Linked DNA regions of Sus scrofa: region 2 is linked to region 1. A link is a contact called in public Hi-C data. All regions are on one chromosome and are shown on one strand. Each heading gives the region's core, a stretch centred on a gene start, on an enhancer-like site or on the middle of the called end of the contact. The rest is flanking DNA. Distances are from core to core; before and after follow the strand shown.

The links. A called contact is a pair of places that touch in the nucleus more often than the background predicts.
Region 2: a contact with region 1 is called in a Hi-C map of liver, with 3 times the contacts expected there. The contact joins two enhancer-like sites. A contact is called at or near these places in 3 of 47 Hi-C or Micro-C datasets (embryonic fibroblasts, liver and retroperitoneal adipose tissue).

The regions. Positions count from the first base shown.
Region 1 is chr16:71,965,173-71,971,112 of Sscrofa11.1, forward strand. TNIP1 (TNFAIP3 interacting protein 1) reads left to right here. Exons shown (of 17, transcript NM_001145987.1): 8 at 403-492; 9 at 2,792-2,857; 10 at 3,025-3,156; 11 at 5,816-5,940. Among named protein-coding and RNA genes, the nearest start is that of TNIP1, 20 kb to the left of the region's middle. Within about 2 kb of position 3,054, at least 6 of the 83 cell types and tissues checked have an H3K27ac peak or open chromatin away from gene starts, as enhancers often do. A contact at or near this core is called in liver, where this site is marked.
Region 2 is chr16:72,048,103-72,054,042 of Sscrofa11.1, forward strand. It overlaps MARCH6 (membrane associated ring-CH-type finger 6), which reads right to left. Exons shown (of 27, transcript NM_001130535.1): 24 at 5,447-5,536; 25 at 3,141-3,273; 26 at 1,896-2,031. Among named protein-coding and RNA genes, the nearest start is that of GPX3, 62 kb to the left of the region's middle. Within about 2 kb of position 3,174, at least 2 of the 83 cell types and tissues checked have an H3K27ac peak or open chromatin away from gene starts, as enhancers often do. A contact at or near this core is called in liver, where this site is marked.

The DNA.
Region 1 (5,940 bases), core at 1,804-4,303:
GCCAAAGGTGTGGCCCTAAAAAGACAAAAAAAAAAAGTGTGTAACTTTTGCCTTCCAGGCCAGAAGATTTGGGGCAAATGGGTGGGGGAGGGGAGGGCAGCCGGCAGCACCTTAGAGATGCAGCCAGAGCAAGGAAAGAAGTGGCTGTGGGGAGGGGAGGGGAAGAGGGACCGAAGGGCCTAGGAGCCACCGAGGGTGAGCGAGGGGAATAGTGATCTCCGTGGACTTCCTGAAGGGGCTCAGTCATGGCCGGGCCGAGGAGCCGTGTCCTGGTGGGTGGAAGGGTGGAGAGGCAGGGGATGGAAGCCTGGGTCTCAGGGGTGAGCAGCCTTAGAGGAGCACCGCGTGGTGAGAGAGTTGTTATTGGAGGCTTTGCTGAAGGCCCCTCTGTCTTCTTCTCAGGCTGGCATGTCAGAAGGTAAAATCCCAGAGGTGGGGGCCTTGGGAGCAGCTGAGAAGAAAGTGAGGATGCTGGAGCAGCAGCGCACGGAGGTAGGTACCAGAGAGGGTGGTGGTAGTCGGGGAGACCCTGCCTCCCTCCTAGCACCAGCAGGACAAAGGCCCTTCCCAGCCCCCGCGTCTAGCTGGTCCCAGATCTCCGTGATGAGTTGCCATGGTGACCGCTGAACCATCTGCCCATGGGTGAGACATACAGCCTTGGCCTGGGCTCCATCTCCTGATCAGTCCCCCTGCCTGCAAGAGTCATTCTGAAGAGGTGGCATTGGGGCCTGGCCTCAAATTGGGGGTTAGGGGAGGGGAAGAACGTTTAGGAAGGTTCCTGATGGTAGAAAGAGGTTGTCCAAAGAGGCAAGTTTCAGCCTCAGGAGCGGGGCATCTGGGGTTCATCTGGCACTGCGTAGCTGGTTCAGGGAGGGACTCACAGAAGGAGTGAGCCCGTGCCTGCTTGGAGCACTGCTTCTGATCAGCTGAGAGTCCCCAGAAGCTGGGCTCTTCCCTGTTCGTCCTCTGTCCCCGATCCCCAGTATGTTTGGGCCAGCAGCGGGAGTCCACCCCTCTCTGTTCAAATTGAGCCCCTCCTCTCCACGCAGCTCAGGTCCTTGTCCGAGTCCTGGGCCTTCCTGCCCTTCCTGCTCCTCCAGCACATTTGAAAGTCAGGCTGTATTGATTTTTTTGTTCGTGTGATTTTAGTTTTCTTTTTGTATTGCTGTAAGTTATTTTTTTCTGATTATAAAAGTAATACCATGTTCATTATAAAAAGACAAAGAATCTCACCTCCTAGAGATGACCAGAGGTGACAACAGTTCATTGCAAACTCTTCAGTTTTGTCTGTGTACTTTCTCATATACAAAGTTTGTAAAAACACACCATACATACTGCATTGCAGATTGCTTTCTTCTTTCTTTCCTTAAAATTAACTGTATCCTTGTGGGTATTTATTTATATATAAGACATACTCTACATTCCTTTAATTCTGAGTACTTTTTATCATATATTAATGTTTTTGAAATTGGATTACCCTCTCCCAATTTATTTATTTAATGATGTTGGATTGTTTTCTTCGTGGAAGAATTGTTACATCAAGATCTGTCAAATCATTACTGTCATCTTAGAACGAGGCAATGTATCAAACCCCTGATATTTTTTTTGGGGGGGGCACACCGCAGCACATGGAGGTTCCCAGGCTAGGGTTCTGATCGGAGCTGTAGCCACCCGCCTACATCACAGCCAGAGCAATGCCAGATCGAAGCCGCATCTTTGACCTACACCACAGCTCACGGCAGCACCGGATCCTTAACCCACTGAGGAGGGCCAGAAAAGGCACCTGCATGGATACTAGTCTGATCCGTTTCCACTGAACCACGCTGGGAAGTTCAAACCCCTGCTTATTAAGTAGCTGCACGGGGCTCCGTTTTCTGTTTATTGTATAATTTTCTTAACCTACTTCTGATATTCTGGTTGGCCTCTGGATTATTTTCGGTATAAACATTGTTGGGATGGTCAGCGATACACACATTTTTTAGGCGCTTGGGCATGTGCTTCTTTCGGGAACATTTTTTTCGGAGTGGAATTATTTAGTTAAAGAGAATGAGAACATGAAGGTTTTTTGTTTTGTTTTTGTCTTTTTTTCTTTTTTGGAGGCATATGGAGGTTCCCAGGCTAGCAGCTACAAATCGGAATTGTAGCTGCTGGCCTACACCACAGCCATAGCAATGCCAGATCCAAGCTGCATCTGCGACCTACACCACAGCTCACAGCAATGCCCGATCCTTAACCCACTGAGCGAGGCCAGGGATCGAACCGCATCCTTATGGATACTAGTCAGATTTGTTTCCACTGAGCCACGACGGGAACTCCGAGAACTTGAAGTTTTAATACATGGTCCCAAATTGCCCTCTACATGGATGTGTGTTCCATAATTCGACACCAAAATTATACCCTGTTTTGATATCTTGGTATTAGTCTCACCTCCCTGGCGTTGGTAAAATGTGGCAGTTGATAAAGGTGACTTACTTTGAGGAGTGGGGTGTGTGTGTGTGTGTGTGTGTGTGTGTGTGTGTGTGTGTTTTGGCTGCAACATGCAGCAGCCTAATGTGGGATCCCAGTTCCCAGGCCAGGGATCGAACCCAAGCTGCAATGTTGAAAGCTGAGTCCTAACCGCTAGACCACCAGGGAACTCCTGAAGAATGTTTTTGAGAAGTGCAGGAACCAGGCAGTGCGTGTAGCTGCCGTGCACACATGCTGTGCACACCTGGAAAGCTGATGTTGGTGGAATTGGCTCTTGCTGGTCCTTCTCTGTTGTCTCCTGCTAACCCCGTTCTCTCTCCTGCAGCTGCTGGAAGTGAACAAGCAATGGGACCAGCACTTCCGGTCCATGAAGCAGCAGTACGAGCAGAAGGTAGCGAGAGGGTGATGGGAACTCAAAGCTGGACCCTGCCTTCTCGCCTGGGCCCTTGGGGCATTCCCAGCACCCTGCGTGCCTCCTCCCTCGCAGCAGCAGCCTTGAACCTGGAACGTTCACCCCTGGGGCCCTCACCTGCTCCCCTTCTCTGCCTCTCCACCCAGATCACTGAGCTGCGCCAGAAGCTGGCAGATGCGCAGAAGCAGGTGACTGACCTGGAGGCTGAGCGGGAGCAGAAGCAGCGTGACTTTGACCGCAAACTCCTCCTGGCCAAGTCCAAGATCGAAATGGAGGAGGCAAGTATGACTCCCGGTCCTGCAGGTTCGGCTCTGCGGGTTCTCTCCTCCCCATCAGCGGGGAGCTCAGTGGAGTAAACACGCAGGGACCGGAGTCCAGGCCTGGGGTCCCGGTTCTGGCTCTCGGGCTTGAGGGCTCTGTGGCCAGAGGCAAAAGCACTTTGTTCCCTGTGGCTCAGTTTTCGCTCTGAAGGTTGAGGCGATTGGATTGGCTTTTCATTTCTTCTTATTTTCCTACAGAAGAGTTTTTTGTTTGAGTAAAATCTGACATCCCAGGGAAGCACAGAATGAAAACGAGATCTAGCAGGCCTGCTTTATGACGAAGTGGGGGGTGCTGCCGAATGTTTGGAGTGGTGGTGGCTGTTTGCACGGGAGGGACTCCAGCCTTAGAGCTTCCTTTTAGTCCTCCGTCTGGTCGCCGTCCAATAGATGGTGCTCCGGGCACTGTGCCGGGCACACAGACTCAGTGGCGAATGGTCAGTCCTGCCCTTGGGGGAAGAGAGGCGGGATATGTGATTACAGAAGCGGATGAATAGAAGCGTGTTAAATGACACAGGAGAGGTTACAGGGATGAGGGAGACGGCGTAAAGAGCGACCAGATCCATTCTAGGGGGAGCCGGGAAAGGTCCCCTGAAGAAGTAGCATCGGTCTGTCTTGGGTGGGACTGACACCAGGCAAGGCCGTTCGGGATCCCGGAGCAGATTAAAGTGGAAGGGCTAGTTGACCTCCAGGCTCTCTGGAGATGTTTTTTTATGTCCCGCTCTTCCCCTTCATGAGAACTGGGCACAGGCTTCCTTTGCTTAACTTAGAAATGGCCATTTCCAGCACGGGGTTGCATTTCAGAGTTCCCTTCCAGCAGCATGTCACACCCCGGGGCCTCATCCGAGTGGTTGGCCTGCCTCGGTGATCGCCCATCCCTTGGGGGTGTGTGTTAGGGGGACACGCCTGTGTTTCCTCATGAGGGCACAGTCACAGGGACTCTTGGCTCGATCCTGGCTCACATGGCTGGGTGAGATAAGCTCCTGGGATCTGACACCCTTCCCCCGCAGCTGGGGGAAAGGTAGGTGGCTCCAGACAGAGCGTGGCCCTGTGCATAAGGACATGTGGCGATAGAGGCCGTGCTGGCCCGGGAGCCTCTTCACTGGGCGTCTGCCGCTCTTGCCACAAGGCCTGACCAAGGTTGCCCTTGGCCATCTCTGGCTGAAAGCAGCTCACCAGCTAGTCTGTAGAACACTGACTACAAGTTACCCAGAGCTGGGATGAAAACAAACCCCTGTGACCCACCTCCTGATGCCCATGATTTGAACCCATAGGTGTAAAGTGTTCCCGTGATACAGATGAGGTGAGAGCTTCCCTGGGCCATCTCCATTCACCACCCCCTCCCCCAATTCCAAGTCCTCCCCAGCGGTAGCCGGGCATTTTGGTGTGTCTTTCCAGGTCTCTGATCACATATGTACACATAGAAATAGACAGTTTAGTGTGGGTGTCCTGGTCTTTCTTCTGCACAGTGCACTCGCTTCCATTTTTTTCGTCTTTTTTTTTTTTTTTGGTCTTTTTGCCTTTTCTAAGGCCACACCTGCGGCATATGGAGGTTCCCAGGCTAGGGGTCTAATTGGAGCTGTAGCCACCAGCCTACACCACAGCCACAGCCATGCGGGATCTGAGCCATGTCTGCGACCTACACCACAGCTCATGGCAATGCCAGATCCTTAACCCACTGAGCAAGGCCAGGGATCGAACCCGCAACCTCATGGTTCCTAGTCAGATTCGTTAACCATTGTGCCACGATGGAACTCCCCCTCTTCCATTTTAAACCCTTCCTTCGGCCTGCAAGGAGACAGAGAGCAGCAGAATTAGGACACCTGAGCTCTAGTCTAGCCCCAGCTCACTGGGTGGCCTTGGGTAAGTCACCTCCCGTCTTTGGACACGCATTTCCGGTTGTATAGAGGGACTAGGACTCAGTGCTCTATGAGGGCCATTCCAGCTGGGGCTTTTTGCGATAAAGACCCTGGATTGTTCCATAGTAGGTATGGAAGCAGTGCCTCCACCTTGAAGCCTTCCTTGGTTTCTTTTTGGCCGGAGTGGTCTTTTAACCTCACAGCACTTTGTTTTTCTGTGGAGGAACACGTCCTGCCTTCTGCTGTGTGTGTTTCTTTGAGGGTCTTCTCCCCTCTGGGCTCAGAGACGAAGAGCTTGAAAGGGTCTGTAAGGACTCAGTGGCCTATCCTTTTCTGTGCATCATAGAAGACCCCCGTGTGAATCTGGCTCTTTTTTTCTAGAAAATTGCACAGACAACACTGTGCACTCAGTCTGGGGGCTCACGGACCTCCTGAAGCCTATCCGTGACTCCTGCAATGAACCCCTTGCCCATGGCAAATAGGTGAGCTTAGACCAGACAGGGCTGTGACAGTGCCCACAGCCTCAGCTCATTCGTGGAGGAGCTGGTGGCGGAACCCAGGGCCTTCGCTCCGCGGAGCCGTCTCTTCCTTGAGGACAGGACTGTGTGAGCGTTAGCGCTCTCAGCCAGGTGTCTTGCCCAGAGCCTTATGCGGAGTGAGAGCGAGACGGGAGCCAGGGCTGCGCGAGGGGTGGAGCAGGCAGGCAGGAGTCCAGGCCTCCTGGAGAGGCTCCCTGCTTACAAGCCCCATGTTCTCTGCAGACCGACAAGGAGCAACTGACAGCAGAGGCCAAGGAGCTGCGCCAGAAGGTCAAGTACCTGCAGGATCAGCTGAGCCCGCTCACTCGGCAGCGGGAATACCAGGAAAAAGAGATCCAGAGGCTCAA
Region 2 (5,940 bases), core at 1,924-4,423, 83 kb after region 1:
TATCACTTTTCTGTGAAAAAAGATATGCCTAATGAGGTACTTGGCAGTTTACACTGAGTAGCCTGACTTTTCACTTTTTATAAACATGCCACTCATCCTACTGCTGCTTCATCCATGAGCTCACAGTTTAATCCCTTCTTGTCTTCCTGATTCTCCTCCTGAAGTGAACCATTCCTTACCCCACTGTTCCCCAACCAACCAGTGTTTTATCAAATTGTGAGCATTTTGTAAATGTTTTAGACAATGACAACTGAGCAACACCTGACATACACATGGCACTACCTGACACACATGTAATACAAACCATATTAAGGTATCAACATAGAGAGAAAAGCAAGGTAAACTTGCCCAGAACCAAAAAGTAACTCAGTGGCAGAAAAAGGAGATTCTATGCACACTACTGTATGTGGAATGGATAGATAACACAGGGAATTCTACCCACTCTTCTGTGATAACCTACATGGGAAAAGAACCTGAAAAAGAACGGATATGTGCACATGCATAACTCAGTCACTCTGCTGTACCAGTAGAAATTATCACAACACTGCACATCAACTATACTTCAATAAAACTTTAAACAGTGAGAAAAGAAGGGAGGGAGGGGGAAGTCTGAATGAACCCATACCTAGCTCCATCACCCTGGCGCCCTCTCATGGCCCCAGGGCACACATGCACCCTTGGAGCCTCCTAGGGACCAAACCCTGGGAGAGTGGATACACAATGTCAAACAAGATGTGCCCTCCAAGGAGCCTGCAGTTCAAGGGTTTCTACATGAGGAAGCAGACGGGGAAGAAGAAGAGAATGTGGGGGGCTGTGGGAAGCTCCCGGGGTGTGTCTCTTTTATGTTACTGCAGTAACGACTGCTCTGCCAAAACAAGTGAAGTGAGAAAAACTGACTTTCGTCACTGAAGTCCCCCTCCCCATTCTTTCAGAGCTGGCAGAACTTAGTACTCTGGCAGCCTAAGCGTTCTTAGTTTTTGTTACAGTCAGTAAATAAACACTGCTTTGGAAAAGGCTGAACACTCTAAATTTCATTCTTAAAAATATTACTCTTAAGAATCCTCGGAGGAAACAGGTGACCATATAATTTGTTGTCCAAAGGCGGCACTCACGAGTAAAAGGGAGTGCTGTTAATGATGGCATAAAGGCAGCACATGTAAACAGGAACTCTCCCAGACAAACATGAGGACAGTTATAAACTTGCTTGTCTGTGAGATGCCACTAAAGCAGAAGAGGATCCAGGCTTCCATTAGGACATGGAGGGTCAAATGGCCATCATCCTCAGAGGTGTTTTCCCTGACTATTCTCAATTTCTGATTAAGGTCAGGTTGCAGAGCTTCCCCCCATCAGAGGTCACCACAGCACTTTTGCACTGATAATTCCTAATATAGGCTTCTTATTTGTATCTACAACTGTTTAATATGTTATCAGACCAGAACATTTGAAAACAGGTTGAAAATTATTTTGAAAGAACATTTAAAAAATCTTCCTCCCCAGGGAGTTCCCACTGTGGCATGGGAGGTTAAGGATCTAGCATTACCACAGCTGTGGCACAGGTCACACCTGAAGCTCAGATTTGACCCTTGGCCTGGGAACTTTCATATGCTATGGGTGCAGCCAAAAAAAAACAAAAAACAAACTTCCCCTCCAAACCAGTTTCTCCCAAGTCTTTTTAGCTCCATAAATGACAACTCCCCAGGTGCTTGACCCAATCAAGTTCTCAATGGCCTCTTTTTCACATCCTACCTTCAATCTATTAGCAAGTCCTATTCCACCTCAGAATATACCCAGAATCAGAGCACTTTTCCCTCCTGTGATTCATCACGTAAGACACAAAAATTAAGAAATGAGAGATCTTAACAAGAGCAGCTGGATGAATGGAGGTCTGGACTTACTTGTCATTTTTAATATGTTCATAAAGGCGCTTAAACTGGCGGACCTGGAAGGACAAGATTCCCATCAATACCACAACCATCAGTAAAAATGGATAAATCCGCCGATGGACCAAGTTTTGCATTTCCGAAGTAACACCTGTAAAACCAAAAAAAGGAAAACTCTGAAGTGCATACAGAACGACACCGACATGGAAATAATTCCTCTCCCGAAGCAAAGGAGGCTGGTGGTGCCTAACTGAAACTCGTCCTGTGCAGAGGGAGTAATACAAGGAGTGCTGGCAGGCAGGCCTGGCACAGCTAGAGGAGGAGCCTTGTAGCTGGGTTATTCTTAAAGACCACTGAAGAACCAGCAAAAGGGTTTTCACCAAAGAGTTTGTATACACAAAGAGACCCATCCCTCTGAAAGGTCGCTGTGGTCGCAGTGTGGAGAATGACCGTGTGGAGGGTTCAAGGCAGGGAAACAGGCAGCCATAGAGGTTGAGGTGAGAGCTGCAGACGAGGCCCCCAGAGGGCAGACCAGTGGGACCTGGAGACCAGCTGAGTACAAGAGCACAGAGCCTCAGGTGACACGGATGACCCTCAAGGTTTCCGACTTATACGACTCGTTGGATGATAATGCCAGAAACTGAGAGAGGGAATTCAGCAGAAGAGGAAGATTCGGAGGGGACAACTTTGTGCTTATAACTGAACATACACTGGCTCATGTACTGGCTCTAAGAGCCTGTGAAGATTCTTAAGTACTGACACGAAAATGTCTACATGTTAAGAGTATTTCCTCTTTGGTGTTCCTTTTATGCTGAAGAACATTTTTTAAATGTCAATATTTTCTCGCCTCTCTAAAGAAAAAACTACCAAAGAGCTTTATGATCCTCATCTTTTTTTTTTTTTTTTTTTTTTTTTTGGTCTTTTTTTTGCTATTTCTTGGGCCGCTCCTACGGCATATGGAGGTTCCCAGGCTAGGGGTTGAATCGGAGCTGTAGCCATCGGCCTACGCCAGAGCCACAGCAACGCGGGATCAGAGCCGCGTCTGCAACCTACACCACAGCTCACGGCAACACCGGATATGATCCTCATCTTGCTCTGAGTACTGAAACCTGAGAAAAACAGTCTTTTGACAGTATTGTTTTGGCTGGATTTATATTTACAACATAGCATTTGGAGCCAAGTAACCTCGGACACTGAAGGGACAAGAATGTGACGACGCTAACAAGGTGCTCCCTCAAGCTTCCAGCCACCTTTACCCACCTAGTAGAGGAACGATGCCAGACGCAATGACGTAAGGTACACACAGGGAAAGCAAGAGCACAGAGATCACTGGCGCTGCCAGTTTCCGAACGATATAGTGAAGGTCAATGTTCCGGATGCCGTTTGCGTAAACCTGGAACGGGAACAAAACAGAACAAGAACACAGGACAATTTCCCCAGGTTAACAGCAATCTCTACTGAATTCAAGATGCACAGAGTTGGGGAGCTCCCGCTGTGGTGCAACAGGATTGGCAGCCTCTTGGGAGCTCTGGGACGCAGGTTCAAGCAGCCCCGTACAGTGGGTTAAGGATCCAGCGTGGCCACAACTGCAGCTTAGTTCGAGGCTGCGGCTTGGATCTGATCCCTGGGCCAGGAGCTCCATATGCCACAGGGACTACCAGCCCCAAAGGATTCAAACTCGTTATTTGTTTCAGAAATCAAGGCAAATTCTGGAACTCACACCTCAAGATGGCATCCACAAGTTTTACTTCCTTACACTTTGCAGTTAACTCTGCTGAGAGATGAAATAAGATGCTAACCTAGAATAATAATTACACTAGCCTTGCTCTATATAATACCAGATGGCACCAACAATATTAGTTGAATACCACACACCCTGAAGCAATTTCATATATAAATTGTGTAAGAGTGATCTGTTATTACTCAAGATTGCATTCATCTTATCTGAATATAAGAAAATACTATAAACAGGAAGCATGTTTCTAAAAAGCTTATATAAATCAAATGTCAACAAATTAAAAGGTTTTTTATGTAACAATCTAGTATGAAAGTAAGTTAATTTTTTTTTTAATTTAAGAATTTCTAAAATATTTCCATCATCTTACCTACAAAGTTCTATTCAATAGTACTGTGGAGGAAAGAATGGACGGAAATGGGGGAATCTTGGGAATAAGAGAAAATACAGCTGGTGTGCAGAAGGTGACAAAACAGAAGAGTGGTATTTGTGTTTTTCCCCAGCATTTTAACCTCTTCTGGCCCAGAGTCACATAGTGTGGTGCAACTCAAGACAATCCCTCTATCCTTTGGAAATGGACCAGAGCATTTGGATGCAAGTCACAGGCTTACTGCTCCAAAGGCTCATTTCTGATCCCCTCAAAATCCTTTTAACCCAAATGCACTTAAGTTAATGCAGCAAGGCAACCCCATGTTTAACCATTTTACTTAAACTTATACACATGTATGAGAAAGAATGCAACCGAGAGCAAAATAATATAGAGATCAGCAATTCACAGCCTCCAGCTGTAACTAAACCCTTATTCTCCACAACGGTCAGTCTCACTGGAAACTCCAGAGGGGACTGGCCTGTAGTACTGTCATGAATGGATACGCTGCCAGGCACCCCACAACCCACCTCACTTCAGAATCAGCCTGCACTTGAGATGCACACGCACACACACTGATTCCCTGGCCCTCCCCTACCCCCGTCAACCTCCAGGTACAGGAATTTTTGGATGGTTTTCTTGTCCATACTGGGTTAAAAACTACTTTATTTCCTATATACCAAAAGAAGGTATACTTTTAGTGCTACAGAACTATAACACTTTATCAATTTGGCGCTGCCCCAAGGATAAGAGGGTTGTCCGTAAGTACATTCTCTAGGTAACTAAAACTTTAAGTACATTCTCTAGGTAACTAAAACTTGAATAAGGACCAACATCTACTATATTGGTTATTTTGGAAGAAATCTTCCTAAAATGAATTACCTTACTCTTAGCCTTACTATCACAGAATACAGAAGTACAATTTACCTTTTTCAAAGTTATCTCCACAATGACCAAATTATCTGATGGTTCCATAATACACAACAGTCTCAGGTGCTATGTGGCTAGAATATTCCTAAACAGTTATACTTTTTAAATATATTCTCAGTTATGCTTTTTAAATCTATTATCTTTTTCTGACTTTTTATTTATTGTCTTGAACAATAACCGCTTCTCTACTACAGACGTACAAAGCCTGAATACCAAGGCTTCATCAGAACTCCTTCCCTTTAAAAAAAAAAAAAAAAAAAAAAAAAAAAAAAAAAAAAAAGCATACACTAAATTTTGCCTTTACTTTGGGTAGGGTTTAAGCTTTTGGTTAATTTTGAGATGAGGGACATTTTAAGAGTGGTTGATGAAAATTCAGGGGATAGAAGAGCAAACTGCCTTTTTCCTTTAAAAATAAGTTATGTTCACTTAAGAAAATGTAGAAAACTGAGAAGGCTAAGAAAATGGAAAATAAGAGTCACATGAACCAAACTTCTCCTATCACTTTGTCTTTTTCTGAAAACTGATTTTGCTTACCTGCTCAATTACAGTTTTCAACCACCACTGAGGACCCATCAACGTTATAGCTGCAATGATTTTGGCATGCAGGACTCCAAGTGCCCAGTCCTAGAATAATAAAAATCATTTAACAGATTTTTATTTGCTTTTAGTAATAAACCCAGCACAGAGGCTATACAGTTTTCTTGCATTATTTATAATACATTTCAAAACAGAAGTTCTGCTACATTAGTAACAATTTTACTGAAAACTAACTTACACTGGAAAATCCAAGGAATTTTTTTCAATAGCTCAAACTCAGTGTTTCTATCAAAAACTCATTCTTGCATTGAGTAAGAAAAAGAAGGAGGGAAAAAAAAAAAAAAAAAAAACGAAACAAAAAAAAACACACCTCATTCTTGCAGTTCCTGGCGTGGCTCAGTGGTAATGAACCCAACTAGTATCCATGAGGACTCAGGTTCGATCCCTGGCCTCATTCAGTGGGTTAAGGATCCAGCGTTGCTGTTGAGCTG